2 separate regions of the Callithrix jacchus genome follow, and region 2 is linked to region 1. A link is a contact called in public Hi-C data. All regions are on one chromosome and are shown on one strand. The core of a region is the stretch at or near the end of the contact, and the rest is flanking DNA. Distances in the headings are between cores, read along the strand shown.

Region 1 (5,942 bases), core at 1,399-3,898:
TAGAGGTTTTTACAGTTTTTTCCCTTAAATTGGTCTGCATATGTAGATGATTTTATTATGATTCCAGTACTATTATATTTTCCATTGCACTAAAGAGAGCTTTTTCCACACAGAAGTGGATGATTTTAATCAGTCAAAAAATATCAAATACCTTTCAAACAGAGTGGCCACTGCTAACCACTGTAGGAGAATAAAAGAACTGTAACACAAACACACACGTGGGAGACTGAGGTGGGAGGATCGCTTGAACCTGGGAGGCGGAGGTTGCAGTGAGCCAAGATCCTGCCACTGCACTCCAGAGCAAGACTGTCTAATTTAAAAAAAAGCCTGGGCATGGTAGCTCACGCCTATAATCCCAGCACTTTGGGAGGCCAAGCCGGGTGGATCACCTTAGGTTAGAAATTCAAGAGCAGCCTGGCCAACATGGTGAAACCCCATCTCTACTAAAAATACAAAAATTAGCCAGGCGGTGATGGGCACCTGTAATCCCAGCTACTTACATAGCTGAAGCACAATAATCGCCTGAACCCAGGAGGTGGAGGTTGCAGTGAACCCAGATTGCACCACTGTACTCCAGCCTGGGCGACAGCAATACTCCATCTTAAAAAAAAAAATTGTAATAGACAGCCCTTGCTCTCAGGCACCCTACAGTTGAATGGAGAATAATTACGTTTAAGGAAGTGACACCTGTTATTTATCCTTGCTTGCCTAAGACCTTGAAGCAAAGTACTAAGTAGACCAAGATCATGAGTTATTTCTGGAAGAACAACTCCCTATTAAAGATTTGGCCCTAACCCCAACCTATTAAGTAGAAAACGTGTGTCATGTGCAAGTGGGATAGCTTTCTCAGTGCAAATTCATCCACAACAGTCACTTGAGAAAAAATCCAGAGAGAAACACCTTAGTAATACTGCAACTTTCAAAAAATATTTCTCTTTATATAATTGTAATGTTTATTAGTAGAAATAACAATTATTTTAAAATTTGATTCTAGTAACTATATCCTAGGCAAAGAGCTTCCCAGGGAGAGTGGCTATGTGTGTGTATATATTTTAATAATTTATTTTGCAGTTATCTCAAATGTATAGAAAAGTTGCTCAAACAGTGCAAGGAAGTCCCATGTCCCCTTCACCCAGATTCCCAAATAGTTAACAATTCATTGCACTTGCATATTGCTCAATGTGTGTGTGTGCATGTGTGTGTGTACATGTGTATGTATCCCTTGTTAGTCTTTCTGAACATTTTGAGAGTCAAGAGAGCATATTGAAGAGATAGTGTCTCATAACTCCTAAACACACCAGTGTGTATTTCCCCCTAAACAGGGACACTTTCCTACCTAAAAACAAACTTCCACATCAGAAAATCAATATCGGTACAACACTACCATCCAATTCAGATGAGATCAGGCATGTTCAGAGTGGTATGCGATTCACAGAGCTAATTAACATTTTGCCCACTGTCCTAACAATGTTGTTTTCCTTTCTGGTCCAAAATGCTATACAAAGATACATATTGCATTTAGTTGTCATATAGCCTCAGTCAGAGACAGTTCCCAGTCTTTCCTGTCTTTGGATGGTCCACAACCTGAGTTCTTTTGATGGTAGGAAAACCAAAAAGGATGCTTTGTTTTTTTTATTTCACCAGGAGGCTCACAATGTAGACTCCTACCAACACTGGTGATGTTAACCATGATCACCTGATCATGTTGGTTGCCTCCATTCACTGTTTTCCCCTCTGTAATCGAGTAGTATTCCCTGGGAGAAGCATTCCAAAATCACACCAATATTCCATGCCTCATAGAACATCTACCCACTAGCCTTGTCGTTCATTGAAGACTCCTGCCTGAAACATCCTCCTCGGTAGTTGTCAAATGGTGGTTCTGTATTTCCATCCTTCTCTCTACACTTCTGGGTTGGCATCCTACTGTAGAGTTTTCCTTTTTCTCTGTATCAACACGGACTTTCATATTCCTATTTTATTCAATGGGTTGTAATCCATTATTGTCGTTGTTTACTTTCATGCTCAAATTGTCCCTTATTTGGCCCATGGAGTCCCTTCAAGCTGGTTTTTAACACTGCAACATTTTAAAGTATATATATTGCCAAGATTCATCCATGTTGTGTGTGTGGCTGCAGTTCATTAACTTTGACTGCTTTTAAGATGCCATTTTGTGAATATACCACAGTTTGTTGGTCCACTCTTCCACTAATCCGTCGACGGGCACTTGGGTTGTTTCCAGGTTATTGCTATCGTGTTTTGCTATTCTAGCTCTTTAATGGTAAATTTTGAATGCATTAAAATTTGTATTAACATGATAAACTTCAGGTCTGTTTATTGTACAAATATTAAGAACCTAGAAGCAAGGTCATTTTGTACTCTCATCAACAGTGCATGACACGCTCATTTGAGAAATATTGTCTTATTGCATATTTCATGGAGAAATATTTAAATGGTGTTTTCAAATCCGTTTAAGAAAGGCCTTTTTCTTTAAATAAGCTTTCTTTTGTTGTTTTCCCTCTTATTATGGAGAAATACTGAAATAAAGTCGAGAAAGCAAAATGTAAAGGTGGAAACCTGCGCCCTTAACCCAGACTCTTGCCAAGTTAAACGCGGAAACGACAAGAACTCGAAGTCAGGCGGCGGCAGCCGACGCCAGGGCGCAGGCGCAGGAACTCAGCGTCCCGCTCCCTGCTCCGGTCCCCAGAAAGTTATCGCGAGTCTTGGAATAAGCTTGCTGCGATTGCCAAAAGTAAGTTCTCGCGAGAGGTAGTTGGTTGCTATAGTTGTCAAAAGCGTAACTGCGGCTGCCGCAGGTAAGACCATGATCCCTCCTGAGGAAACCCTCTCTTCCCCGCCTCCCCACCCCGGCCCTGCGGCCACACCACCCCGGTCACCCCTCTCTCAGCTAAAGCCAGGCTGAAAATTCCGTTATTTAGACGGAAAAACCGCTGCTGACTCGGCTAGGTGAAGACGACTTTGCCGCCAGCCCCAGCCCCGCGACCCCCGCAGGATCGCGGACTTAAACCCTACTTTTCCGCTTCTCATCACAGGCCCCTTCAGTCCGCGCTGACTGTGCCTGTCTCCAGACCACATCCGGTCACATCGCCTCCTTCGTCCAACGTTTTTCTCACTGGACTCTCCCCTTGCAGCTTCTTCCGAGCAGATGACAAGAAACGCATGCCTTGCTGAGGGCAAAAAGAGTCCCCCACCCTAGCTGCCCTGACCATAACTTTAGTCCTATTTTTTGCATTCATAGTTTAAACACTACCCGAACGCCTCTTGTATAGACATGGTGCCAGGAACTCGGGGTCTGTAAATATGCATGAGATAGGTTACATGTCTTCAAGGGTGTAATCGAGCTCCCAGGAAAAACGCTGCATATTATTAATAGCATTTGTGCAGTGCTTCATAGCTTAAATAGCTTTAATATCTTAGGGGACATTCACAACAAATGTGAAACAGGTTGAAAGTTATCCATTTTACAGAAGGTGAAACTGAGTCTTAGAGAAGTTAGGCATTTGCCCAGGGACACATAATTATTAAGTAGGAAATGTCTTGAATCCCTGGTCTTCATAAATAGGACAACTTGTGGTAGGTAATGCCAAGAGAAGTGTAAAGTGCTAACTGAATTCAGAGGAAAGGCAAGCTTTTCCAACTGAGAAGCTTCATAGACTAGGAAGCATTTGAGCTGGATCTTAAAGAATGAGTAGGATTTGCTGTAGAGACGGAGTGAGGAGAAAGGGAGAGAGAATTCCAGGGAGAAGGAAAAATGCAGAGGTTCAAAAGTGACTAAATGCAGGTAATCTTTGAAAAATACTAAGCAAGAGCATAAGCTAGAAGAGGGGAGAAGTTGACTGGCACTGCAAGATCCTAGAAAACCCTGAATGTAGTACTACATTTAACTGCAGTTAAACTGTAGTGTTAACAGTTTATTTGGTAGGTGAGAGGGAACAACACAGTGATATTCAGATCTGTACTTTAATAAGGTATTTAACTGCTTGTCTCTTCTCATTTTCTCCCAATTTTTTCTTACACCTTACTCCAAGCCTACTAAGCTACTTGCTCTCTCGCTCTCGCTCAGTCTCTCTCTCTCTCTCTCTCTCTCTCTCTCTCCCCCCTCCCTCGTGTGTGTGTGTGTGTGTGTGTGTGTGTGTGTGTGTGTCGTTTTGCCTCTGAACCTTTTTGTTTTGTTTTGAGACGGAGTCTTGCTCTGTCGCCCACGCTGGGGTGCAGTGGCGCGATCTCCGCTCATTGCAACCTCCGCCTCCAGGTTCAAGCAATTCCCCTGCTTCAGCCTCTCGAGTAACTGGGATTACAAGTGCATGCCACCACCCTCGGCTAATTTTCTTTTTTGTTAGTAGAGACGGGGTTTCACCATGTAGGCCAAACTGGTCTTGAACTGAGGCAATCCGCTCACCTCAGCCTCCCAAAGTGCCAAGATTACAGGCATAAGCCACCGCGCCCGCCCCGCCTCTGAACCTTTTAAAATCTGTTCCCTTTCTTGGAATATCCTTCACTTTAGTTTATGAAGACATAGTTCCAGGGTACTTCCTCCAAGATTTTCCTGGCATGCACATGTATTCTCAAATCCAGCCAGGTCCCAGCTTCATTCAGCACTTCCTTGCTGAATGACTGATGATAAGATAACAAACTTCTCTGAAACTCAGTTTTTTTCACTCAAATAGAGATTTAAGAATCACCTAGAAGGGAGGCTACATGTAAGATAATACATGTGAAGCACACCTGGTACACTGGCTGTAATCAGTTAATTTCTTTGCTTCACTCCTTATGTTTGTAAGAGAAAAAAAGTTAATTTTCACCCCCTCTTCCCTCCTGTGTGTTTCACTCCTCCATCTTTCCTCTGTCAGAGTACCTATCACACAGATTATGACTCCCAGTCTAGTTACATGTCTCTCGTTCTCACTAGATTTTAAATTTTTGAGGTTAGAGAGTTCACATCTTATCTCTTGTATTCTCAGCACCCACCATGGTGCCAAGCTTAATGTTTTTTCAGTGAGCAGTTCTGACAGAAGCAGGATGAATTAGAGTGAGAAACTGGAATCAGAGTTACCAGTTAGGAGGCTTTTGTTACAGTCTAGCAGAAGGGTATTGAAGGCCTAATGCCATATTATTGAAAAGGAAAGAAGACTGCTACAAAAGGACATTTCGAATGTACATTTGACAAAGAAGTTGTCAGTACCATGAAAACACTGAAAAGGCCCAGAAACATGTTTTTGAACAAGTGATCTGAGACTTTTAGGTGACTGAAAAAATGCTGGAGTAACTGAGAAGAGGCAGAATAATTATCAAGTCTGAAAGCTGTAAGATGTTGTTTTCTTTTTTGTATCACCAAATACGCTTCGCATAGTATGTCCTCTGTAAATGTTTGAATTGAATTAGAAAAGAAGACCTTTGGGAGGCCGAGGCGGGTGGATCACGAGGTCAAGAGATCAAGACCATCCTGGTCAACATGGTGAAACCCCGTCTCTACTAAAAATACAACAAATTAGCTGGGCATGGTGGCGGGTGCCTGTAATCCCAGCTACTCAGGGAGCTGAGGCAGGAGAATTGCCTGAACCCAGGAGGCGGAGGTTGCGGTGAGCCGAGATCGCGCCATTGCACTCCAGCCTGGGTAACAAGAGCGAAACTCCGTCTCAAAAAAAAAAAAAAAAGAAAAGAAAAGAAGACCTAATTTTTAGTAAGCACAGTGGTTCATGCCTTTGAATCCCAGCACTGTGGGAGGCTAAGGCGGGCAGATTGCTTGAGCCTCGGCGTCAAGACCAGCCTGAGCAGCATGGTGGCTTATGTATGGAAAATACATACAACCCCTTATGTATGGAAAATACAGAAATTAGCTGGGTGTGGTGCCACATGCCTATAGTCCCAGCTACTCAGGAGGCTGAGGTGGGAGGATCACTTGAGCCTGGGATGTTGAAGCTGCA
Region 2 (5,983 bases), core at 1,979-4,478, 140 kb after region 1:
TCTCCTGGACAACTTTACAATCTACTGGCTTCCAAGACTTCCTGCTTCAAAACCTCCAGCCAGATTATTCATGGCCCATTCAAATCTTCATGTTCTTCCCTTAAGTGCAAGAACAGTTACCTTTCTTACTGATTTTGTAATTGTAGAATTATATTGTCTTGCTTAATGCATATTCCTTTTTTTCTGAGACAGAATCGGTCTCTTGCCAGGCTGGAGTGCAGTGGCGCGATCTTGGCTCACTGCAATCTCTGCCTCCCAGCTTCAAGGGATTCTTCTGCCTCAGCCTCCCAAGAAGCTGGGATTACAGGCACCCATTACCACACCCAGCTAATTTTTGTATTTTTAGTAGAGACAGGTTTTCATCATGTTGGCCAGGATGATCTCGATCTCCTGACCTTGTGATCTGCCTGCCTTGGCCTCCCAAAGTGCTGAGATTACAGGCGTGAGCCACTGCATGCATAAATATACAAAGGTAGATTGTTTTGCTTTTGGGCTATAATCTACCTTTTTTTTTTAGATAGAATTTCGCTCTTATTACCCAGGCTGGAGTGCAATGACATGATCTCGGCTCACCGCAACCTCCGCCTCCTGGGATCAAGCAGTTCTCCTACCTCAGCCTCCCGAGTAGCTGGGACTACAGGCTGCGCCACCATGCCCAGCTAAGTTTTTGTATTTTTAGTAGAGACGGGGTTTCACCATGTTGACCAGGATGGTCTCAATCTCTTGACCTAGTGATCCACCCTCCTCGGCGTCCCAAAGTGCTGGGATTATAGGTGTGAGCCACCATGCCCGGCCAATCTACCTTTTAAGAATGAGAAACTGCTGGGTTTAAGGGAGTTCAGAATGAATCAAGACTGAAACATTCAAATGTGGTTGTGGTTTCTGCATATATTATGGATGGGATCCTTCTGAGAATACTGGAATAGCGAATTTTGACACCAAGCCAATTCAGCTGTGAACCTTATTCTTCTACTTTTCTTTCTTGCTGGTAATTTTATGGAGCAGGTTAAGAAAGTTGCTCTGTGTTGGGATAAACTCTGTACCAATAATTTTGAGAACCTGTGATGAGTGATGCATTTTACTTGTACCTTTTCCTTCCTACCTTGATGCCAGTAATGTATAAGGGATCTTTATAGTTTGAATGTATTTGAATAATTTCAGTATCCTTTAGCTCTACTTTTTTATTTGACTCAAATAAATAAGACCATTCATAGGTCTCAAATATTCTCATGTGTTTTAAAAGCCTGAAGTCAATGAGGTGAAACTCAACATCAATAATATGAAGTAACTTATAAAGAAATAATGTAAAGAAATCACTGGGGCATTGGCTCACACCTGTAATCTCAGCACTTTGGGAGGCTGAGGTGGAAGGATCACTGGAAGCCAGAGTTCAAGACCAGCCTGGGCAAGACACCGTCTCCAAAAAATTTAAAAATTAGCTGGGCATCGTGGTGCTCACTCATAGATCCAGCTACTCAGGAGGCTGAGTCACTTGAGCCCAGGAGGCCAGTGCTACAGCAAACTATGATTGTTCACTACAGTATTGCCTGGGCGACAGTAAGACCCTGTCTCAAAAAGAAAAAACATTAGGTAGTTTGGCTGGACCATAATAATTAATTTGATTTTCTGGTTTTCAAAAATGTGAGTTACAATAAAAGAATATTTCAATGTGCTATTTCGGTTTTCAGTAGCAAAAATGTATATGTAGAAAAATGTTACTGTATGTGAGTACCTTAAAAAATGTGAGAAACTGGAAGAAAGAAAATACTGTAAAGCATCTACATATATCCTAGGCCTTTTGTATACACAGTTATTTGTGATGATTACAAGGTATTATGAAGGCAGGTAGGGTTATGTCCATTTTACCGTCAGGGAAGCTGAAGCCTAGAGGTGGAAACTTGTTCAGTGATGTAAGATTTATACCTTCGTTATACCCTGGAAAGCCCTTCCCAACATGTTGTCCATACAGGGAAAAAAATGAGCAAAGATAAGTGGCTTAACTCTGATATGTGAGTAAGATATAGGAAATTTATAGAGGAGTTTCTCTCAATGTGCCAACTTATTTTGTTCTGTGTTTTATATTCTGAGAATGATCACCAGCCATCCCAAATTCTGTGGTTGTTAAAGCTCCCCCGGGGTTGTTCCTGGTTGGCCCCCACTTGCTTTGAGACTGATGCAAGGGCAGGTTGAGAGGAAAAGTGACTTTAGCTGGGTTTGTTCTTGGATCTGGGAAAGAGATGTGCTTTGAAAATCATGGCAACTCTGGGAGGTTAAAAAGATATTAATGTATCCTAGAGAGTTTGAGGCTTTGCAGAAATTTACTGGCAGAGCAGAATGATTCTGGTAAGTGTTAAGTCGGTGAGGGGATGAGATATATGATATTTTCTGCCAAGTTGGGTATTCTCTCAAGTATTCATTTTGCATTGCTTATCCTTTAAGATATGAATATACATATTTCCTTTGTGAGCTTATCCTACTTCCAGAGTTTTCTCCCCAGCCTGAGCCTTGCTTTGGGTCTTCAGGCCCAAGTTTCTCCCCATGTCTTGGATGATTGCCCCCACCTACCCTGCTGCCACCTGGGATCCAACATGCTCAAACCCAGCTGTGAACTAAACAGAGTATTAAAAGAAAGAGCCTTTGCTTCAGCAGTTTATGTTAAGACGGGGGCTTGGGTCATCTCATCTCCACGAATGTGTAAGGTGAAAGTCCTGTTAGATAAGAGTTTTTGGAAGACCCATGTTTTGTGCTTTTTGGGTTTCAGTATAAGGTTTTTCCTGCAGGGCTGCAGGGAAAGTTCCCGAGCATTTCCAACCAGTGAGGTGCAAAATTATTTGGGCCTACAACTCTACCTATTCCTTTCACAATCATTTTTGAAAAAACACATCTGTTAAGCTGAACCATGTGAAACTGCTGAATGCTGATGTTTGGCAGTTTTCTACTTAAAAAATAGGCCAGCAGTTTTAAAATTCAACTTAATATATGAACTTTTTGAAAAAGCTTTTCTGGGAAACTAAACGGAAGACGGACGCCAGATTTCTAGAGCAAGGGGAGGAGGGACCCGAGCAACATCTCTTCCCAGTAACTCCTGGCTCCTGCGCGCGGCCAGTAATTTCGACTCCGCCCGCCGACTCACCTGCCCGCCTTGCCACGCCCCATTTTGCGGCCGCCGTAAAGTGGCTGCGCGGCGTGGCCACGCCCCTTCAGCGCTTGTTGTGACGCAGGCGCCCTAGGCTTTTTGAGCGGGAAAAAGAAGCAACCCTGAGTGGTACCCGGCGCTGTTGGGAGCAGCTGCTTTCTCCCAGGCCCTATCTCCCGTCCCTGGCATGGGGCTACTGGAGCTTTGCGAGGAAGTGTTCGGCACCGCCGACCTTTACCGGGTGCTGGGCGTGCGACGTGAGGCCTCCGACGGCGAGGTCCGACGAGGCTACCACAAGGTGTCCCTGCAGGTGCACCCCGACCGGGTGGGCGAGGGCGACAAGGAGGACGCCACTCGTCGCTTCCAGGTATGCAGGATCCCGCCCCGAGGCCGACGGGCCACCCGGGCCGCCTCCGCCTTTTGGCTACCGGGCCCTGCCCGGGGGAGCGCACTGAACTGGTCTTTGCGCCTCCTGATCTTGTCTCGTGCCGCGGTTTCGGTGGGAGGAGCAGGGATGACTTACGGATACTCTCTGCCCTCAGATCCTGGGAAAAGTCTATTCCATTCTCAGTGACAAAGATCAGAGAGCAGTGTACGATGAGCAAGGAACAGTGGACGAGGACTCTCCTGTGCTCACCCAAGACCGAGACTGGGAGTCGTATTGGCGGCTACTCTTTAAAAAGGTAGGGGATTCTGGAGGTTTGCTTGTGACTGTTACCATCATTCGATCAACAAACCTTTATTAATTGCCTCTAAGGTCTTGTGTTAATTTTGTAGGAATGAGGAATTTTGAGTTTGGCCTTGAAATATAAATACACTTACTGAAACAGGCTTTTTATTTCCTGTTAATGCGACTGTTGCACTAAAAAGGGCCGATTTATTTTTTTGTAGGATGATGCACTTTATTTTACATATCCAATGTAAGTCCTGATTCCGGGTCGCCTTTCATCCTTGGGAACTTCACTTACATTTCTCTTCCCTGGTCCCTAGTTAGCAGTTGTGAAGACTGGACTTAGAAAGGAGAACTCCGGAAAAGCTTAGGCATAGAAAATCTGGTTCAACAATTGCAACTCAAGCAACTGTTGTGTTACAGTAATTCAACACCTAACTCTAGTTTTACTAGTGTACCTTTTATTTAAAGTAAAACTCCCAAAGTTAAAGCAAATCTCCTTTATTATCAGATATCTTTAGAGGACATTCAGGCTTTTGAAAAGACATACAAAGGTTCAGAAGAAGAGCTGGCTGATATTAAACAGGCCTATCTGGACTTCAAGGGTGACATGGATCAGATAATGGAGTCTGTGCTTTGCGCGCAGTACACAGAGGAACCCAGGATAAGGAATATCATTCAGCAAGCTATTGACGCCGGAGAGGTCCCATCCTATAATGCCTTTGTCAAAGAATCGAAACAAAAGATGAATGCAAGGAAAAGGAGGGTAAGATTTTGAATACTGTTGATTTATATCTTGACTGCTTCCAAAAAGGATTTGAGAGTATTTACAGCAGTAGAAGTAAACATAAAGCTCCAGAAATGACTAGGGTTCACTTGGTCTGATAGCTTTCATCTAATAAAATGGACATACTGGAGGCACGCCTGTAATCTCTGCACTTTGGGAGGCTAGGGTGGGTGGACCACGAGGTCAAGAGATTGAGACCATCCTGGACAACATGGTGAAAATACCATCTCTACTAAAAATACAAAGATTAACTGGGCGTAGTGGCACGTGCCTGTAATCCCAGCTACTTAGGAGGCTGAGGAAGGAGAATTGCTTGAACCCGGGAGACAGAGGTTGCAGTGAGCCAAGATCGTGCCACTGCACTCCAGCCTGGCGACAGAGTAAGACTCTGTCTCAAAAAGTAAAAATAAAAAAAATAAATAAATAAAATGGGCATACCAGTTCATCAAGAGAAACTATTTTTCTAGTATATTGTGCTCACAATGATTTTTATTGTTTAACTCTTACCATAGTAAAGTAGCACTGAAGTCTTTTTTTCATATGGGCCAATTCTTGTAGCCTTGTTGAGGCAACCCTCAGGAGATAAAGTTAATGGAGCCTGGATACACAGGACAGGCAGTGATCCTTATTCAGTTGGGGGGTAAGAAGAGAATGGCAGAGACTGTCTTGTTAAAAGTGCAGATTTGGGGGCCTTTGCCAGAGTTCGATTCTTGAGGTGGATACAGAATTCTTTTTTTTTTTAATCGAGACGGAGTCTTGCTCTGTCACCCAGGCGTGATCTCGGCTCACTGCAACTTCTGCCTCCTCAGTTCAAGCGATTCTCCTGCCTCAGCCTCTGGAGTAGCTGGGACTACTGGCACACACCACCATATCCAGCTAATTTTTGTATTTTTAGTAGAGACAGGGTTTCATCATGTTCACCAGGATGGTCTCGATCTCAACCTTGTGATCCACCTGCCTCAGCCTCCCAAAGTGCTGGAATTACAGGTGTGAACCACCGTGTCCAGCCTTTTTTTTTTTTTTTTTTTTTAAGAAAAACTTTAGCTTTGTGGTCCCCAGCTGTGCCAGGGGTATGGTTCAGGATGAAACCTCAGATCATCAGGCATTAGATTCTCACAAGGAGCACACAACTTTTAGAACCATTGCTGCCTTCATGAGTGCCCCCTGGAACTTTTCTGCAGCTTTTACATATGAAATGCACACAGAGAAAGCTGTCCTTTTTATTTCTAGTGAAAATTCACAGGGCCTGTTTTGCCTAGATGGCTGCACCCTCTCTGGTGAGCTGAGGGGAGCCGTGGAGTGTATATCAAGATCATTTTGGTTCATAGGCTACATCTGCTAATACTTAGGCTGACAATTACCTTAAGTTCATTTTCTGAGATGAAACTGA

Evidence for each region. Hi-C and Micro-C count contacts between places; a contact is called where the count stands out from the background.
Region 2: a contact with region 1 is called in a Hi-C map of skeletal muscle, with 4 times the contacts expected there. The contact joins the promoter of DNAJC9 here to the promoter of CFAP70 in region 1. A contact is called at or near these places in 2 of 3 Hi-C or Micro-C datasets (induced pluripotent stem cells and skeletal muscle).

Annotation. Positions count from the first base shown.
Region 1 is chr12:56,767,623-56,773,564 of calJac240_pri, forward strand. It overlaps CFAP70 (cilia and flagella associated protein 70), which reads left to right and starts at 2,649. Exons shown (of 28, transcript XM_078345557.1): 1 at 2,649-2,749.
Region 2 is chr12:56,907,888-56,913,870 of calJac240_pri, forward strand. It overlaps DNAJC9 (DnaJ heat shock protein family (Hsp40) member C9), which reads left to right and starts at 3,229. Exons shown (of 6, transcript XM_054242331.2): 1 at 3,229-3,503; 2 at 3,679-3,819; 3 at 4,318-4,572. The coding sequence starts at 3,324. MRPS16 (mitochondrial ribosomal protein S16) reads left to right here. Exons shown (of 3, transcript XM_002756240.7): 3 at 1-1,226.